2 separate regions of the Mus musculus genome follow, and region 2 is linked to region 1. A link is a contact called in public Hi-C data. All regions are on one chromosome and are shown on one strand. The core of a region is the stretch at or near the end of the contact, and the rest is flanking DNA. Distances in the headings are between cores, read along the strand shown.

Evidence for each region. Hi-C and Micro-C count contacts between places; a contact is called where the count stands out from the background.
Region 2: a Hi-C map of cerebellar granule neurons shows a contact between it and region 1, with 4 times the contacts expected there. The contact joins two enhancer-like sites. A contact is called at or near these places in 14 of 484 Hi-C or Micro-C datasets (CD4 T cells, CD8 T cells, the P5424 cell line and 8 more) and 3 of 115 datasets of contacts at active chromatin or transcription factors (CD8 T cells, embryonic stem cells and regulatory T cells).

What each region holds. Positions count from the first base shown.
Region 1 is chr2:59,436,509-59,439,613 of GRCm38.p6, forward strand. No RefSeq gene overlaps it. Among named protein-coding and RNA genes, the nearest start is that of Gm46743, 18 kb to the left of the region's middle. Within about 2 kb of position 1,668, at least 148 of the 459 cell types and tissues checked have an H3K27ac peak or open chromatin away from gene starts, as enhancers often do. A contact at or near this core is called in the P5424 cell line, cerebellar granule neurons and cerebral cortex, where this site is marked.
Region 2 is chr2:59,520,621-59,523,725 of GRCm38.p6, forward strand. No RefSeq gene overlaps it. Among named protein-coding and RNA genes, the nearest start is that of Gm39831, 10 kb to the left of the region's middle. Within about 2 kb of position 1,666, at least 63 of the 459 cell types and tissues checked have an H3K27ac peak or open chromatin away from gene starts, as enhancers often do. A contact at or near this core is called in the P5424 cell line, cerebellar granule neurons and cerebral cortex, where this site is marked.

The sequences.
Region 1 (3,105 bases), core at 418-2,917:
CCGTGCAAAGCACTCTGTTCCAGGCTTGTTGCCCATTGTCCACTTTTAGCTACCCAGGAATGTTATACCAGGCTTTGTACTGCTGTGCTGTTTCTACCCAGTGATCTGTCAGATCTCATCTAAACAGCACCTCTCCCGTGAGTCTGCCCTAACCTCCGATTAGGAGCTACTGTGTTTCAGCTCTGCCTGCAGGATGTAATGTTGCTATATGGTTCATGCGCATTTGCCTGTCTAGAACCTCCCATTCTCCAGCACTCCGGACCTGTATACTACCGTGTGTCCACAGCAACTACAGTGCCTGGAAAACACTCATATTGCCTGCTCAAAAGCCATCCCTTATTTAGTTAACCTAACTGAGCCCCGGTTTCTCTCTGGTATCAAGAACTCCAAAAGATTACAGGGCAGATGTCTTACAGTGAATCATCAATTGTATCAAATCCCTAGAATATATAGCACCTACTCTATGCCTCCCGCTCCTCTGAGGTCAGAGCCGTGCCTGAGGCTTTCCAGGAAACTTCTTACCCCAGGGATATTTACTTTCCAAGGCACTGATATTGGCCATGTTGAAGATCTACTGCCGCGACTCTAGGACATAAAAAGTCTAGAGTTGCTGGAAACTTGGGAGTACGCACGTGGCCCAAGTGGCCATAGTACCAGGGGTGTAGGAATAAACGTCAACCTGATGAGGATGAGAGAGCCAAGGTATGGAGAGCGCTTAAGTCCCTGGTGACCTCACCAAGACCGCACCACTCATTCCTAGCACCGCCCCCCCCCCCCCCCGACTCCTGGAGAGAGGTGACATTCACGATCCTACCTGTGTCATGGTGGTGTTGTTACCTCATAGTGATAATATCTCTCTCAGAGTCAATATCCTTTTCAATATTGTTTGGTTACATCATGTTTTCTGTCTCTTGAAGGTACACATATCTAACCAATATTGAAGTTACACATATCTAACCAATACAGGCATTAGGAAATATGTCTTTTGAATGAGCAAATGAAGAAAGGGAAACGGCCCCCTTTAATGTGTGTCATCGTGTGAAATCTTTCCAATAGCCTCGGACCTGGAAGCTGCACCATTAGAGCCGAGAAAACTGGACCCCAGAGAAGACCCTGCCTCCTATCCAAGGCCGCAGGATTAGGAAGGCCAGAGCTGAGTCACATTTAACTGCCGCGCTATCTATCAATTTACTATCTTTAGCATCTCAGTTCAGACTTTTTATCCATAGCAGAAGGTTCTCCTTTGAAGTTTCTTTTTCTACTTCCTACTGACTTCATTTTTTCTTTCTTTCCAGTGTTGGGGATGGAACTGAGAGCCTCCCAGAGTGTAGGCAACACCCCCCTGCTGAGATGTACCCTTGACCTCCCGTTGACCTTTCGACCTGCTACCTTAAAAGTCAGCCTCCTAATTTTGACCTTGGGCTGATGGGCCTATATCCATTTGTTTCTAGTCTACTTAATTCTTCAGCGTCATAGCTACCCGTGTCTTCTGACTAGGAAATAGCACCCACGCTTCCCCATGTCTGAGATCAGAGTCCCCACAGTGCTCCAAGGAACTTCAACGAAGATATATTCCCATGCCACTCCATCTCTCTACCTCCCTCATGGCTCATCAACTTTGCCTTGGCACACATCCAGGTTGACCACGTGAGCGTACTATGTTGGCAGGAAGCCTGGGTATAGTGGGAGAGGCCTCAGGAAGCATTGCCATCTTACTGTGAGACCCGAGTAGATACACGCAGGGTACACGTATATGCTTTTTAGCAAACCTAGAAAGAACACCACTCTGGCACAGCTTTCTTCCCCTGGGTAGGAACACAGAGAAACCACGGTTTTCTCTCTACTGGCCAGAATGTCTGCTGCTCACAGCCAGGACTTCATAGATGAACGCTGTAGAAAACGTCTTAGCTGCACCCAAAGAACTTCAAGTGTTTTGCTCTCGCTTCTGAAGGAAAACAAACAAATAAACAAAAAAAAAAAAAAAAAAAAAAAAACCGGCCCTGGTAGTCAGCAAAGCTCCAGAAAACTGGCTGTGGAAGGTATCTTGTAAACTGGAAATCATCTGCCCTCTAGTGGTCATCTGCAGGAAGTTCCAACCCGAAAACAGCCAGGACGGAGAAGGCAGAAAGAGTGTGTGACAAAAAGAGAACCCGTAATAAGTCGTCATGGTGGGAAGCCACCATTCGTTAAAAACCAAATATAGGTCACGAGAGTAAAAATAGACATCCGAGCTTTTCACAAACCCTAGCAGGTTAGATCAAAGTCGCCCTGAACTTAGCACTTGGGTGGCATTCCAAACCCAGAGAGTACTGAGCAGGAGAAAACCTACGCCCTGGGACTCCTCCCAGGAAGGGAAGGCTGTTGTGGGTGGGGAAAGATTTGATATGAAACTACATCAGAGGAAGTGTTTGTTTTTATTGCTTCCTGAGAACTGGGAAAGGATGAAAGAAAGTACAAGAAAGGCAGATAGAGGAGGGCTGCAGGTTCTCCAAACGTGAGCTGCCCGCCCTGATTAGTCTGCAGTGCCCAGGACTGTTGGGTGGGGTTGCTTGGTGAGACTATTCAGGACGGTGGAAGAAGCTGTTTCCCCATTGATGCAGGACTGAAAATAGTCTAAAGCACACGAGGAGAGACGCCTGGCCTGAAAAATACTTCCTGGAGCAGCCTAGGGGTCAAGGAGGGGCCTAGGAACCCATAGAAGTGATGGGCAGCGCCCCTGGCCATTAACTGAGTCAGACCTATTTAAAACAAACTTATGCCAAAGTTATAGACACCCTCAAGGTGGAAATCAATTCGTGGGGCCTGTGGGTGCAGCTTAGGGAGAAGGGTTGCTTGTACAGGAAATAAAAGACCTGAGAGGAGCGCATGTTTAGACCATGGTGTTTAGAAACAACAACCAGACTTTGTAGTAACCCCTGCCCGAATGCCAGCTCACATAATAACAAAACATAAGAAACCTTGGTGATGGCCCATGCCAACTCGGACGTGAGGAACTTAGGGTCCAAGGACAGATCTGTGATCTTAAAAGAATGTAATGAGCTGTTGGCATTCCTGGGGTGCAGACTCGATAAGAAACTAGATCAGAAAAAGGGTTTGTTTGTATTT
Region 2 (3,105 bases), core at 416-2,915, 84 kb after region 1:
CCCTTTACAGTCAGCGGAACAGGCATCATGGACTTCCACATGGTTTCTGGTGACAGCACAGGCTACGGACATCCACGTGGCCTCTGGTATCAAGCACATGCCACAGACCTCAGAGACCACAGGTCTCTCTGGTGGTAGTACAGACCACAGACATCGACCTGGACCTCAGCTACGGCACAGGTCACAGGCACCATCCTAGGTAGCCCTCAGTGGCTGCGCAGGCCAAGGGCATCAACACAGGCAACACAGGCACACGCATCAACCTGGCCCCTAGCAGCTGCACTGCCTCTGGACCAACTGCACTGCATCAACATGGCTTCAGGCAGCAGCACAGATCACAGACATCAGCATCGCCCTCAGTGGTAATATCAACCATGGGCGACAACAGCCCCTACGGCAGCGGGACCATGGACCCAGACAGCTCAGCCCCTCACCAACACAGACATCAACGTGGCCCCAAGTGGCTGCACAGGCCACTCACATCAACCTGGCCTCTGATGGCCACCTAACCACAGACACTCTATGACATCCTGCAGCAGCACAGACTATGGAAGTCTGCCTGGCCTCTGCAGTAGCAAGGGCCTCAGACATCCACATGAACCTCAAGCTTCAATACGGACCGAGGTCTCTCAGACACTACAGGTCAGGTGCTGGTAATGGACACCATCTCCGTTTTCTCTCCGATTTTTAAAAGGTTTTTAATAAATTAATCTTGGAACACTTGAACTACAGTGTTGTTGTTTTTTTTTAAAGCACTCATAATCACCATTCAGAAAAAAAAGAAAAAGCATACAATGGCATGCAAGAGTGATTTTGGGAAAACATAATTAAAATGTATGTGCAAAAATCTGTTCAGTGGGTGTCTGTGTGGAAACAGTCAAGGGATGTATCTATGAAATATTTAGCAGTGATTGAATAGTGCTTTGGGACAGTATGGTATCAACATTTCAAATGTTATCCCCTTTCCTGGTCTCCCTCCAAAAACCCCCTCCCTTCATTCGCTCTCCCCCCTCTTCTCCTGCTCACCAACCGGCCCACTCCCACTTCCTGGCCCCAGCATCCCCCTACACTGGGGCATAGAGCCTTCACAGGACCAAGGGTCTCTCCTCCCATTGATGACTGACTAGGCCATCCTCTGCTAGATATGCAGCTAGAGCCATGAGTCCCACCATGTGTACTCTTTGGTTGGTAGTTTAGTCCCTGGGAGCTCTGGGGGTACTGGTTGGTTCATATTGTTGTCTGCAAACCCCTTCAGCTCCTTCATTGGGGACCCTGTGCTCCGTCCAATGGAGTGACATTTTTCACTTTTGTTAAATGATTTGAAACAATATAATTTTTTGTAATTATATTTTATAAAGGGTGTTTAAGTAGTGTGACTGAAAAGGTTCCTTTGACTAAAAGGTGGGGGGAAAGAGGGTTCCATACATTTAGATAGAAGTGTGGAGACTGGAGAGTAGACAGACCATCAATAACAGATGGTCAGTTTTCTCAGAGAGACTGACCATCTTGTGAGCGAGAAGCGAGTTGGTGTCAGAGAGAGTGGGAGGCTAAAGAAAGGGAGTTCAGGGATAGCTTGTAAGAGGAAGGACAGTAATGACAGACTCCTGTAAAGTTCCCCCAGATACCACTGAACCCAGCGGCTATCTGTAAAACGACCAGCAGAGGGCACCAGCAAACTAGGGAGAGCGTTAGCCAACATGGATCTTGGTGACTGCCACCGACCAAGCTTTAAGAACCGACAGAAATACAGCTTTTTAGATAAAAATCGTCCCATTAAAGGCTCTGGCAACCGGTTAAATGCTGTTTCACATAGTGACAAACCAAATGAGAGCTGTCAGCCCGTGACTGAGGTGTCAGATTAGGGAAGTGAGAGGTGGTGCTCACTTATTTTTCTAAATAACCGCAGGGATTTGGTAGTGGTGGGTGGCGGCGGCAGCGGCGGCGGCTGTGTTGACAGGGTCTCTCCACGTATCCCAGGCTGTCCGAGAACTTGTGAGCCCGTTCCCTCAGCCTCTGAAATGCTGGATTCCAGGTGTGTGCTACCATGTCCAGCTCTTCCTTCCCTTATCCAGCCCAGAATTTTTTTTATTTTTTAACCCACTGCAGCTCGATTCAGGGGAAGCTGAGATACCGTTCAGAACAAGAGTCATTGTTTGGACGTGGGGTACAAAACAGGCCTTTATAGAAGACAAAGCAGGAGCAAGGTTTTGAAACCCCGGCTTTCGACAATAAGAGACTTTTAAGGACTCTTAAAAGGTGAAGGCCTGTTGAATTCCAGCAGCCTGCTCAGTCAGAGGCTGCAGGAGAAGGAATTCTGCAAGACACAGCAGCAGTGTTCCCTGGAGGAAAACCTGTGTGCGCTGTGTGTGGGACAGCTGAGAAGAGAAACAGGAACCAATCACAGAGAACAGTGACCAGTGCCACTCATGACCAATGCCCCCACCCAGGGGCCAATGCTCCTTCGGGGCCTGCATTCGGATAACAGCAACCGCAGTGGGTCAGTCCTACAGCAAGCACGCCTGGGCCAATCTCTTCCCTTGAGGCTCTCAGAGTTTGAGGGAGGCCTTAAGAGTTCAAATCCCCCCCCCCCCCAAAAAGAGTTTCAGAATTCCCCACAGGCCTCCGAAGAAATGGAAATAAGCTGAGAGATCGGGCCTAAAAATCCAAGCACCACCATGGGGGTGGGGAGGCAGTAACAAAGTGACCAAGGCTTACAGGGTGTCACCAGAGGCCTCAGGGGAGCCTGCAGGGCTGAAGGGGTTGAGAAAGGCTGTACTTTATACCAAACAGTGAGCACACATACCTCAGGTGGATTTAGAACACAGCTAAGCCAGTGCTGGGCTTTGCCTGGCTGGAGGAGGGGTGGGGGTGGGGTGGGGTTAGAGTGGGGGGAGGGGAGTGGGGGGTGCTAAGAGGAGATGGGGAGTGTGAAGAAGAGACTGTAGGATGCTGTAAACGAACATTTCTGAAGCTGGTGATGTAACTTCCGTGTGTGCTTGCTGACTCTCAGGAACAAAACCCTGGGCTCTGTTCCCAGCACCACATAAACTGGGTATGGTGGGACATGCCTGTAATCCTAGCACTTGGGAGGTGGAGGAAGGAGGG